2 separate regions of the Lactuca sativa genome follow, and region 1 is linked to region 2. A link is a contact called in public Hi-C data. All regions are on one chromosome and are shown on one strand. The core of a region is the stretch at or near the end of the contact, and the rest is flanking DNA. Distances in the headings are between cores, read along the strand shown.

Region 1 (6,062 bases), core at 2,336-4,835, 150 kb before region 2:
ATCAATGACCACTGAGATTGGAATTATCAAAGACCACAATCCAATTATGCAAAAATGACCGACGAAAATCTCTAATCACAAAATTATGCATTTGGTTAAGCTTTTCTTGTATTAAAAAAACGATCAATGTTCTATAAGATTTTACTTTGATCATTAAAGCATTTTTATACATATTCAGTTCTTAAAGTTTGAACATGCATCTGGATGCATGGCTTTTTTGTTACAATCTTAGATGACACGTTGTAATTAGAATGATGTATATTATTCTATAACGGATGTCTAAAGTTTAAATATTGTACGCCCATTAATTATAATTTTATATGTTAAACAAACTATTTATTAACGACTTTTTTCCATGAACTTTAAACATCTTTATTAATTGTAAAAATTAAAAGAGCAACCCCTTAACCACAATCAAGATGACCTTTCTTTTTAATATTTATACATTTCAAAATGAAATTGCCCAAACATTGGGGTATGGTGCTGTTTAAAGAAAAAAAATACTCACCAACTACAGCACAATTTTTTCTAGAATTGGTATTTAATACAACAATCCACTCATTTGCAATAATGTTACTAGAATTAATATTCTTGTACCTACCCTCCACTTTCTCCCCACATCTCATGTTTCAATCATGCCTCTTATATTATATTAGATAAATTAATTTACATAAATCTCACGACCAATGGTATCTATATAACGGCCATAATAATTATTATTTTATAAATGTACTATTTTTGTAATATTTATATAAAAATAATTTATTTTAATAAACTATACAACAATACCCAGTTCCACAAGATTATAGATTTGGAGGAAGATAAATTATAGGCTATTTGATATTCCTCTTACTAAGTCTGGTAATAATATCATGAAGAACCATGCATGTCAGCTTCAAAGCACAATGCATATCAGCACAATATTGTGCCTTATTTTGCCACGTTAACACCTAATTTATGTATTTGTAATAAAGAGTTGTCGTGGCAAAACTAATCAGTGGTTGACAACTGTCTCATGTGCCAATGATGCACATGTTAACTATATAGGTGGCGGCTTTTCACTGGATCTATGTGAGGCTTACAAGGAGAAGTCTCCTTGCTGAAGAACTATTTCATTGTCAACAACTATATAGCAGTTGCAGGAAGAAAGATTATAAAGGCAAGAGACTGCAAAACCCAAAATTACAATTAGGCAAAAAAAACGTCATATATAGAGATGGCCCATTCTGCGAAATGGGTAGTTTTCTTAAAATTTGGGTACTTTTTGGAAGAAAAAAAAAAGGTTAAAGAAAGATGACTAGATTTGTTGTCTTTTTGTCATGAATATATTTCAAGAACAGATCAAAGTACCTTTATATGATGCCGTTAACAAAAACAGGACTAATTTGGTGAGCTGGGACCCACAAATGATGATCCCAGAGCAGAGAAGCGGAGAGTGTAGAAGTAGTAGTAGAAGCATAAACACCTCGACACACAAAAACAAGCATATTACTTTAGCACTGTTCTTTCTATCCCTGACATACACATTCTGTGTCTATTAAAAAGCAAATAAAATAAACTCTGATACTTTGAAAAGTTTAAGAACCTTAGAATTTAGAAAGATGAAAACACAGTCATAGTCACAGTCACAGATAACAAATTCATCCACTTCCACACTCTACTTGAGTTCAAACAACTCCTTTCATCTCCTCAGTCCTCCTTTAACATAACAATCAGCTCCTGCTACGACGCCTATCCTTAAGCCCATTTCTGAAACCATACACAAATGACATCAAAAAATATTCAAAAAAAACAAAAATACTAAAAAATATATATAAAAAGAACTTCACCCGTTTGTGTATGGCACTTCATCACGTCCACGATACGGTGGTGACCTGCTGTAGTTTGCCTTACGAGGTGGTGACAAACTCCGGCGTGGCGGTGACCGCCCACGCGGACTGTAACTCCTGTTCCAAAAATAATTAAATTAATCCAAAAAAACATCAACTTTAATAATAATTATTATTATTATAATCTATTCTCACCTGCGACCATAGCTAGGGCTCCGGCGGTATCTAGCGGGGCTGCGGCTGCGGCTCCGGCTGCGACGTCTACCTCCACCGCCGCCGCCGCCGCCACCACCACGGCACTCACGAGCAAAATGACCAGGCTCACCACATTCATAGCATTTCAGATCAGAACCACCGGAGCGACCACGACCTCCTCCCCGACCGCCGCCACCGCCGCCGCCGCCTCCTCCTCTAGAGTTATGAGACATCTCTACTCTCCAACCGTTCTTACCTGGTTCAGTGAATAATAGATGAGAAGTCAGAACCCAAAAGAGGAACATGTAAATGTATAAATACAGCAATTTAAGAAAAAATGGAATATGTATTGTAATTTGTATATTTGGACACATACCATCAAGTTCTCGGATGGCATCCTGAGCATCTCTTTTGTCATCAAAATCAACAAAAGCATAGCCTGGAGGCCTTCTTGCAACCCACACGCTGCACATTTATCAACAATGGCAGATTAAAATGAAATGAAACTTTAATCTTATAGTCATAAGTCATAACAGCTTAACCTTAAGGAATTCAAGGAATTATTTCTCTCTTACCTACGAATGACACCAAAAGTGCGGAATTCATCCTCGATTTCTCTTTCATTAACCCTTGGGTCCAGATTACCAACATAGACACGTGACATCTTTGATAATTTTACCTGTCAAGATCAACAAATACAGATCATTGGGTGTATACAGAATTTTACATTTTGTACCATGGTTAAGAATACACACACACACACAGCCATACTATGTCATCCCAAAAAAAGAACAAAGAAAAGCATAGTTCAGCCTATACTTTAATGTTAAAGAAAAACTCTTTTGCCCAAAGAACCTGTAACTGCAGTTCGTCTATCCCAATAGGCAGTTACTCTCTGATTAAAACCCCAAGTTTTCTACTCATGGCATTTGGTATGAAGTTTAACCTAGCTCTAATTCTTTCTCAAAAAAAAATTACAATTCTTATCAGTTAGCAAGTTAAATGAGGCCTATTTGACAAAGAAGGAAAAGTAAAACCCTATTACCAGCAAACCAAACTGGATTGTGTGCTAACGTTTACCAAACCAATCATTGAACACCTGAAGTTATAGCCTTAGGTCTCGTGGGAGACGTAACTTACACGTCTAAGTTCTGACAGATCTAAGAAGTAAAATTAGCAAAATCTACTACTACAATTCATCTAATCAACAAATGGTACAGAAAAATACACTTTATCGACATCAGGAGTCCCAGATAACAAAGCGTATGCTACTATAGAATATATGAAAAGGATGAAGGCGCTACGAACATGAACTTTTGGAAATAGGTTACAAAAGAACTAGGGTTTACCTTCCGAAGCCAATTACAACAAGAAAACTGACTATCAAAGTATGTTTATGAAAATAACGGAGAACAGAGGCAGAGATGAGCGATATTACCTCAAAACCCTAAAATGGAGTAGGAGGCAGTGAGAACGAGGTTTGGAAAAAAAAAATAATACGAGTATATGGTGTTAACGGGATCGGGAAAGACTTCGCAACCCTCTCTCGTTTATGTCTATATATAATAAACGTTTAAAAAAGTTTTAAAAAGTTTTATTATCACTGTACCCGGTATATTTGTTTAAAAGGTCGGTGACTATTTTTGTATTTACTTATAACCGTGGAAATCATAGTTTGATTAAAAATTTTATATAAACAAAAAAATTTATAATTGTACAAAAAAAATGCATTGGATTATTGATGGTAAGTAATCATAACTTAATTTGATAATTAAGTAAACATAATATTTTAACATAGATTTAGAAATATCAACACAACATTGGAAGTTTTATATAGACAAAAAAAGATTATAGTTGTACAAAAAAATGCATTGGATTATCGATGGTAAGTAATCATAACTTAATTTGATAAGTAAAATTAACATAATATTTTAATATAGATTTAGAAATATGTACACAACATTGAAAGTTTTATTATTCAAATTATCATTCTTATTTAAAATGAATAATATCAATCATTCTTTGTTATTTCCTTTGGATAAAACAACATATAATTGATCGTGTGATTTGTAAACAATATTAATTGGTAAACTTGTTATAAAATATGGATAAATAACATTAACGATTTCTAATACATGTTATAAAGCCGATAGTATGATCGTTAATTTTTATCATGTATAATGTCATGTGCAATTAGGTATATCATGTATTTTATATATTTAAAAAGAGTAGAATTATATGTTAATTTTATATGGATTTATCGTAGCAAAGTATGACATATAATCTCGTTTTAAACATATTATTTTACCTATATATGATATTTAATAATGGGAACTGTTTTGTACATAACAAATTTTTTCCATACATAACAATTTCTGTATTAAAGTATTATATTGTACGAACTCCATAAAACATAAATTATTGTGTATAAAGAAAAATTATTGTATACAAATCAATTTCCTTAAAAAATATATATAAACAAGCCATATAATTTACCCCACCAAAGCAAGTGATAACTATCATTTAATGTATTATTAATTATAAGTAGTTGGTTATTTAAAGTTTTCATTTTTCTCTTATATAACATGTTAGTGATAAACCATTATAATGTTTTAAATAAATATTTATATTTAAATTGGTTTTACATATGGTTCAAACAAAATAAATATCATCTTACATAATCACGTATAGTAAATTAGTAATTATAAAAATATATTTATAAAAATCGACCCAATTAAAGTTGTTAAATAAAAATTAAAAACATATTTATGGTTGAAATTATAATAATTTAGTGTAAACTAAGTAAAGGAAAAAGAAATTTTAAGGTGACTTTGTCTAAAAAGCAACTATATTGGCATAGTTTAAAAATCAATAAAATAGAGGGAGTAATATATATATATATATATATATATATATATATATATATATATATATATATATATATATATATATATATATATATATATAAACTACATGGATTAAAATGTATGTTAGATGTAGGATTGATACTATTCAAAAACGTAAGCATTCAGGTTTCATTTTTTATACAGAAGAATCATGTGGGCAATGAGATCGAACCCCCCATAGGGTTACAATGGCGCACGGGTCTCATTTGTAATATGACTTTGCTATTTATTGGTGGTCCTATTGGATACCGAACCGATAAAGTGGCGACGACGATTAAGAACAGGTAACGAATTGGAGTTTTTTGGAGAAGATGAACAACTTATGGAGTACAAAAGTTTCGATATGTTGAAAGTAAGTATTTATTCTTTGATTTTGGGAAGTTTTTGAACCCTGAATTGTCTATTATATCTCTCATAAAATCAATTTCCCGCTCATGTGTTTCATTTTTTGGAGAAATTACCGGTTTTTTAGTAAAGGATATAAATCGGTTCACATCAATTAAGTTATAATTAGGATATTGTGATTAATTTCGAAAATAAAAAGTTTCTATTATGCATTTAAGGGATTTGGTATATGATTTTGGGTAAAAACCCGATTATACATTTGATAAATAGGTGTTTGTTTAATTTTGGAAATCATGTTTTGATAAACAAAACTGTTGATGACAAAAATCTTTAAAAAAATAAAATTTGTAAGAGTTAAGTATATAATTTGTTTTGTGGTATGTTTTAAAATCCAAATATTTGATATAATGCCTTAATTTTCTTGTAGTAAAATGAGGTACTTACGTATAAGTCCACATGGATGAAAATGGAAAAAACCTTGGTAAATCATATGAACATGGGTATAGTTTATATTTCTATGAAATCTTTAAATTTTTATGTCCGTCTCGTAATCATTTTTTTAACATTATCTGTTTCCACATATGTGTAGGGGATATGATAACAGATCACATGTTTTAGGAACTCAATTACTAAAGGTACATTTTAATTAATAGCATTCAATTGCAATTACTTGAAGGGGTTAGCTGAATGTGAAATAAAAAATGTTTGCAGTTACATAAAGAGTTCTCTTTTATTTTTTTTCCCTAGTTGTTTACTTTATGAAGCTAGAATTAGAACAAGTATAAAA
Region 2 (6,710 bases), core at 3,105-5,604:
TGATGGTTCAGATGATACTGATGAGTTCGGCGACATGGCCGATAACGACGAGTCTGAAGATGAAGACATCACTTGTGGCTTTTTCCAATTCAAGCCACACACGTTAGGCTCCGTGTTCTCTTCTAAAGACAGAATCAGTGTGCTTCCGGAGAATTTGTATTCCATTCCTTCGAGTAAAGTTGCTCTCAAAGAGATTAATTCCATGGATGACGATTCCTCTTGTTTTGATACCTCATCGGAACCTGAAAGTTGTTCGAAATGTAACTCAGAGAATGAAAATACGGCCTCCATAGTCGTTGCTTCATGTTCGCCTTCTTCAAAAACAGATTTATGTGACACATGGGAGGCAAGAAAGGATTCAAATAGAAGCTCAGAGTGTAGTAGTAGTGTTGGTAACCAGGAAGACGTTGGCAATGGCAGGTCAACAAGAAAACCTAAAATTCTTCTTGTGGAAGATCATATGGTGAATGTGATGGTGGCAAGGAGGATGATGAGACAGTTGAATCAAGACATGGATGTTGTGAATAATGGAGCTGAAGCTGTTCGTGCTGTTCAGAATTGCCCTTATGATCTCATTCTTATGGTATTGTTACTACTATATATCTTCATATCAATCAAATTAATTTTATAAAAAAAAAAAAAAAAAAATCATGATCGCTAAATGAATGTGCAGGATGTATGCATGCCTGTAATGGATGGGCTTGAAGCTACGAGACTGATTCGTTCATATGAAAAAACCGGGAATTGGGATGAAGCAAGGAAGGCTGGAGTGGAACCAGAACCACATGATCATGATCATGATTCTCCTTTTCACAACCAAATATCCAGAAAGAGAATTCCCATCGTTGCAGTAAGTACCAAGAAATGTCTAAAATGCCCTTGAGTTTTACTATATGACTAACGAAAAGTTTTATTAATTGTTGACTGAGTAGATGACAGCAAACGCAATGTCGGAAAGTGGAGAAGAGTGTTTTGAGAATGGTATGGATTCATTCATTACAAAGCCTGTTACACTTCAGAACTTAAAACAATGTCTTGAACAGTATGTGGAGTGATAAAAAATCAGCGTTGTAAATAGATGATAAATGTGTATGTGTATAGAAATGTGAATGTGAGTTAGGAAAGTTTTGTAATCAATGTTTGGTCTTTTTCTCGTCCTCTTAGCTCTTGCTTTATAAGAGTTAGTTGTCTAAACAGTTTTTTATTTCTTTAGAGGAGCGTCATTAGGTACCTCGTAGGTTAGCAAAATAAGTACGTAGGGGACGAGCTGAATACCGTTCAGCTAAATATTATTATAGTTTTGTTTTGTGAGCAATAATTAATTAGCTGTGAATGGCTTAGACATTTTTTATTTTTACATAATCCAAGGTTTTGTAAATTATTTTGTGTTTCTATTCAACATGCATGTTAGTGGTTCAGAAAATGTGGTGTGCCATCCAGATCAAGTTTTCAATAACTTTACCTTTTAACCATTAAGTTTACGAATAACGTCTACTTTGCTATTTCTTTTCTCTTTATTAAAGTGTATGTTTGATATTAAATGATTAATAGTAAATCATTTATTTTCTAACAAAGTAATTGATTTATTAATCAATCTCTTAAATGCTTTTTGATGATTACAGATAGTACATAGAGAATCTTCTGAATTCAAATCCATCAATAACTTTTCATCTATTTTTAAAAATGTAATACATCCCTAATATGCAGGCAACTATAACTACCAAAAACAAAACTGAAAGTTGCATAAAAAATAAAAAAAGTTACAATACATGAAATCAGCTAGTACGCCTACAAGGCTACAATACGATTTGTTTTCAATTACAAATGGTCAGACAGTCTGTGAAACACTAAATTAGTCAAGTCAGTTATACATAACTGATAACAATGACATAATAATAGATAATACAGGAGCTTAACAACAAGAGAGTCTATATCTACTCTACCTTACAAATAAATGAACACAAACTTTGTCTTTTCCTCATCAACTGACCTGACTACATTCAGATTGAGTCACTTGGCTCTTCCTCTTCCTCTCCCTCTTCCTCTACCTCTACCTCTAGTCAGCATTCGGTTTTCAGCCATTCCATCTGCCTTTTCTTTTGCAACCAAACTTTCGTCTTCACCATTAAAGATGTCCTGAGAATTATTAACTGGTACTTCCACTGATTCTGTCGATAAAAAACAATTATTTTCCACCTCATCATTTTCATTATCATTCTCCACTCCATTCCCCTCTTCATTCTCCATTCCATTCCCTTCACTAACACCCCTCATTTCTTTCTTATTGCCTAAACAACAAAAGATTAAATTAGTATCTTTTTTTTTTCAAATAATCTGAAAGCAACCATACCTTCAGCAGTCAGGTCCACAATTTCATTCGGCTTGTCATTATCCAAGGAATGTTGTAGATGATGTTTCATGGAAGAATGATGGCTGTTTAGCAAATCTTCACTTGCCTTTGATCGCACTTTGCGTATTTCATCCTCAATGTTCCATGATCCACCAGAAAGATAATCCCTCTGTACAATTTATTTTAAAAAAAAAAAAATTAGATAACTTAACAATTTACAAATATGATTAAAGAATATTCTATATCACCTTTGTTGATTGGAAAGAAATTCCAGCATCAGAAGAATAGGGTGTTCTTTCCTTGAACAGATCTGTCAATGGAGATGGACTTAATGAATTATCACGTCTTAAAGGAGATGCCCATGCTGGACGAGTTCTCATATATGATTTTGCCACTTCAACTGGCGACCCTTCTTCTTCAGTAGCCTGGATATGAACAAAAAGTATAAAATATATTCACATATATATATACATATATTTAAAGAATATGCATGTGAGGGATTAAGATTAACCTGTGGTGTCATAATATACTTAAGAGCATAAAGTCCATTGTCCAAATCTGACTTTTTACCAGATCTAACTTTACTCTCTGCAACCCACTTTCTTGCTTCTATGATAGCTTGGGTCTCTGGTTAAAAATAACTATTTGTTCATAATCATATCAAAGAAATTTAGTAGATATGAAAATGTTTCAGATGCTTCAGGATTTACCATTGTTACTCCTGCTATGAAGTATGCTTGGTCCTGCATAATCTACAACTCGCGAATTGATAATCTCTATTAACTTATCACACTCTTCCCTGTAGAAATTATGAAATTATCTGTGAGCATAAAGCTTATATGAAGTAATACCAAAAAAAAAAATTGAGCAAAACATACCTTGAATATCGTTCAATCATAAGTAGCTGCTCAACTAAATGCAAAATTTCCCCCTTCTGAGATGAACTATCCTTTTGCTGATGTAACAAATAGAGTTAAAATATTTGTGATGCAAATTTCAGTTATAAAGTTCATAATAAGTGGTTTACTTTACACTCTGAAGTGATATCACTGCATATGGAACAGATGATGAGAATAAAGAAGAGAACAGATACCTGATTCTGATTCAACTCCATTGCCCCATCAGAAGGGTTTGCATCATCTCGAGAATCATCTTCTGCAAAAGATAACAATATCAAATTCATAAATTACCCAGATTTTCAAGTTTATTGAAATAGTGTTACTTAAATTTCTTCCGTACTAACATTGTGTTTCCTTATTCCTCTTCACAAAATGAACTTTGATAAAACTTTCTCCAACAAATGTGTGATGTGTTCTCAAATTCTATAACAATCACTAGCGCAAATAAGGCTGGTTATATGATAGATACGCATACTAAAAGAATAACATGCATTTATAACTAAATCTGATGAATAACATTCCCTCCATACCATAACGACAGTTTTTCAAAATTCAGAAAGATTCAAGGGAAAAATACTGTGAGTTGTGATTCGAGGACATTGGGTTGTTTCGCGCTAAACAAAACTCCTAATTTGGAACAATTATACTATGAAAAACACAATTAATTAAAACACATTAAAAGAAACCCCAAAATAAGATTATCTACCTGATTCGGAATCACTGTCCGAAGAAGAGGAGGAGGAAGCCGCGGCCCAAGTCTTGGGGTTCCAAAACGAAGATAAAATTTTGCTAGCACCACCAGCAACAAACTTAGCCGGAAAAACAAGTCCACCGAGCCAACTAGGGCTTTCTGATTGCAGAAGTGGAGGCTCAGGCTGAGGCGGAGTTGGGCGGTCGTATGGGGTCTTCCTAGCAGCAATTCTCCTCGCTTTCAAGATTTTTCCGCCGGATCTGCCGGCTGGAACATCTGCGGGTGCCTGAGAACCGGGAGCCATGGTGTTGAGATTCGTGATGGGCGAAGAGAAACGGTGTTTGTGTTCAGTGACTCAGTGTGTTTTCCGAATCGACGGAAAAAGAGCGAGTCAAAAGCACTTAAGTAATGAGTATGCAATAACCTTTTATTTTGTTTTGATTTCTCAATAAATATAAGGGTACCTTTCTTCCAAACATTCGATAACTATTTAGCTTATTTAATACTAGTATATAATTGTTCTTTTCTCGAAAGAGTATTTAATATATATATAAATAAACTAGGTGAAAGAAAAATAAATATGAAATTCATTTGAGAAGTTTAACTTTATGTGAAAAATTAAAAAAATATTGAATTATTAAAATAAAATATTTTTTTTTCTCTTTTATATTTAAACAAATAATTTAGATAAATAAACAAAGAAAACTAATAAGGCTTTAATTTAAAAATTAGAAGTAAAGTCAATTAATGAAATTTATATCACATGTGGAAAAACTTTAATTTAAAATAACCACAAAATGACATGTGGTCAAATCAATGAGAATGTGACATGTGTTAAAAAAAATTTCATTTATTAGAGTAGATGTTACCAAAGTGTAAAAGTAAAACCGTACTAAAGATGTCATGTATAAATTTTGGATAATCATAAAAATAACTACCGATAATATGTAATTGACTCAAATTTTAGACATTTTTTAAAGAAATTTGGATTTCAAACATATATAATATATAAAATAGTTTTTTTTATTTATATGTTACATATGAAAAAATAAACGCCCTTGTCCGTTGCCTCATTGACCTTTATTGCAACACAATGACACATTTTCATGCCATTATATCGGAATATATATTCGATTAGATAAACTTGTTTTTTCTTTAAGTATTTATATGTTAGTTTTGCACTTCGAAACTCCTGATTTTGGAGTTAGAAACTGCTATATTTTTAACATTTCTATTACAATTCACTTAACGCATGTTGTTATGCTTCTTATATTTTATCGGATTTATAAAAAGGAACGTTGATTTATCCAAATTATACCATTTCATAAATCCTTGTCAGACAAGTTTTTTGTATTTTGGATTTCAAGGAAAGTTGTTAGATATTGGGTCTAAGAATATGAATATAAACTTGGAAAATTCAAAAATCGTGATTGTAATTACTTTCAAAATCTATGATTTTGACCTTATTGTATGTGGTATCACAAAATCGAATTTGGATAATTCAAGAATGACAATTTATAAGTTAGACCACTTTCAAATTCGAAACACATAAAATATTTTGTTGTTTTGCGTTTTTTTTACGTCCCAAATTTTAAGCTAGATTTTTTCATTTTTATTTATTAAATATTCAGTTACATCATAGTATAATGTGGAAAACATGATTGTGAATGCACATGAGTATAGTCTGTAACATCCATAAAATTATAGGGTAGAAATTTCATTTTTAATATATATTCAAACATTCATTTATCCTTATTCAAATGTAACATCTCGATTCTCAGGTATAATATTTATATATTTATTTTGGGATTGAGTGAGTGACTCGACGAGTTGTATGCCCGACTCGTCGAGTAGAGTCGAATTGGTCACGTGGGTTTAATGACCAACTTGACGAGTCAAAGAGCCGACTCGCCGAGTTGGCGTTGTGTGAGGAAACCCTAAATCTCCGTGTTTTTGTCCTATTTAAAGGGCCTTAAGCCCTTATTTCTGCCTCCCTCATCACCCTTGAGCATTGTGAAGAACCCTAATTGAGTTTTAGCTTGTTGTGTGAGAAGGAGAGGCTATCTTGAGCATTTTGGTGCACCTTGAGAGAAGAAGAGGAAAGCATTAAGGTTTGGAGCAAGGAGGGACGTTTGGATATAGAGGTTCTTAGTGGATAGCTTCTGTTTGAGGTAAAAAAAATGTTATTTTGATCATTTTTCTTGTGAGATCTTAGTTTGGGGGAGTTCTAGGGCTTTTCCCCATCCTTCTTGTGTTATTGAGTCCCTTGGGCATATCTTGAGGTTGAAACCTCAGATCTAGATTGTAGGAGGTCTTGTGAGCCCAAAGGCCCCAGCTTTATGGAGCTAGAGGCAAGCCTATAAGCACCAAACCCTTGTTGGAGCTTGTAATGGCATTATGGAGCAAATATGTCATGCATGAACGTAAAGATCGAAGCTTTATGTGACATCCAAGCCTTGGGAGACTAGATCTAGAGTTCAGAGTGGTAGAAATGCCTTAAAACGTATGAATGATAATACAAACTGAATGGACTCGCCGAGTCAATAAGCTGACTCGACGAGTAGGCTAGGGTTTTCCCGATGAGACTGAACACGCAGTAACTCGGCGAGTTGATGGGTCAACTCGGTGAGTTGAGTTGGACTTTCATGAGGGTTCTGAGGAACCGAAGGGACTCGACGAGTCACATAGATGCACCGGACGAGTTGGGTCAACATGGACTGTTGACTCGAGTGTTGACTTTAGGGTTTGGTCAAACTTGAGGGATGGAGGT

Evidence for each region. A called contact is a pair of places that touch in the nucleus more often than the background predicts.
Region 1: a Hi-C map of seed shows a contact between it and region 2, with 4 times the contacts expected there. The contact joins the promoter of LOC111917194 here to the promoter of LOC111917196 in region 2. A contact is called at or near these places in 2 of 4 Hi-C or Micro-C datasets (leaf and seed).

The regions. Positions count from the first base shown.
Region 1 is chr3:35,886,689-35,892,750 of Lsat_Salinas_v11, reverse strand. LOC111917194 (serine/arginine-rich splicing factor RSZ22A) reads right to left here and starts at 3,585. Exons shown (of 6, transcript XM_023912854.3): 1 at 3,463-3,585; 2 at 2,600-2,703; 3 at 2,401-2,489; 4 at 2,025-2,280; 5 at 1,830-1,946; 6 at 1,473-1,749. The coding sequence starts at 2,688. The coding sequence ends at 1,713.
Region 2 is chr3:35,739,309-35,746,018 of Lsat_Salinas_v11, reverse strand. LOC111917196 (protein KAKU4) reads right to left here and starts at 4,354. Exons shown (of 8, transcript XM_023912860.2): 1 at 3,956-4,354; 2 at 3,444-3,505; 3 at 3,229-3,305; 4 at 3,061-3,149; 5 at 2,862-2,977; 6 at 2,599-2,775; 7 at 2,351-2,519; 8 at 1,719-2,288. The coding sequence starts at 4,244. The coding sequence ends at 2,011. LOC111917195 (histidine kinase 5) reads left to right here. Exons shown (of 13, transcript XM_023912858.3): 11 at 1-583; 12 at 674-850; 13 at 933-1,153. The coding sequence ends at 1,055.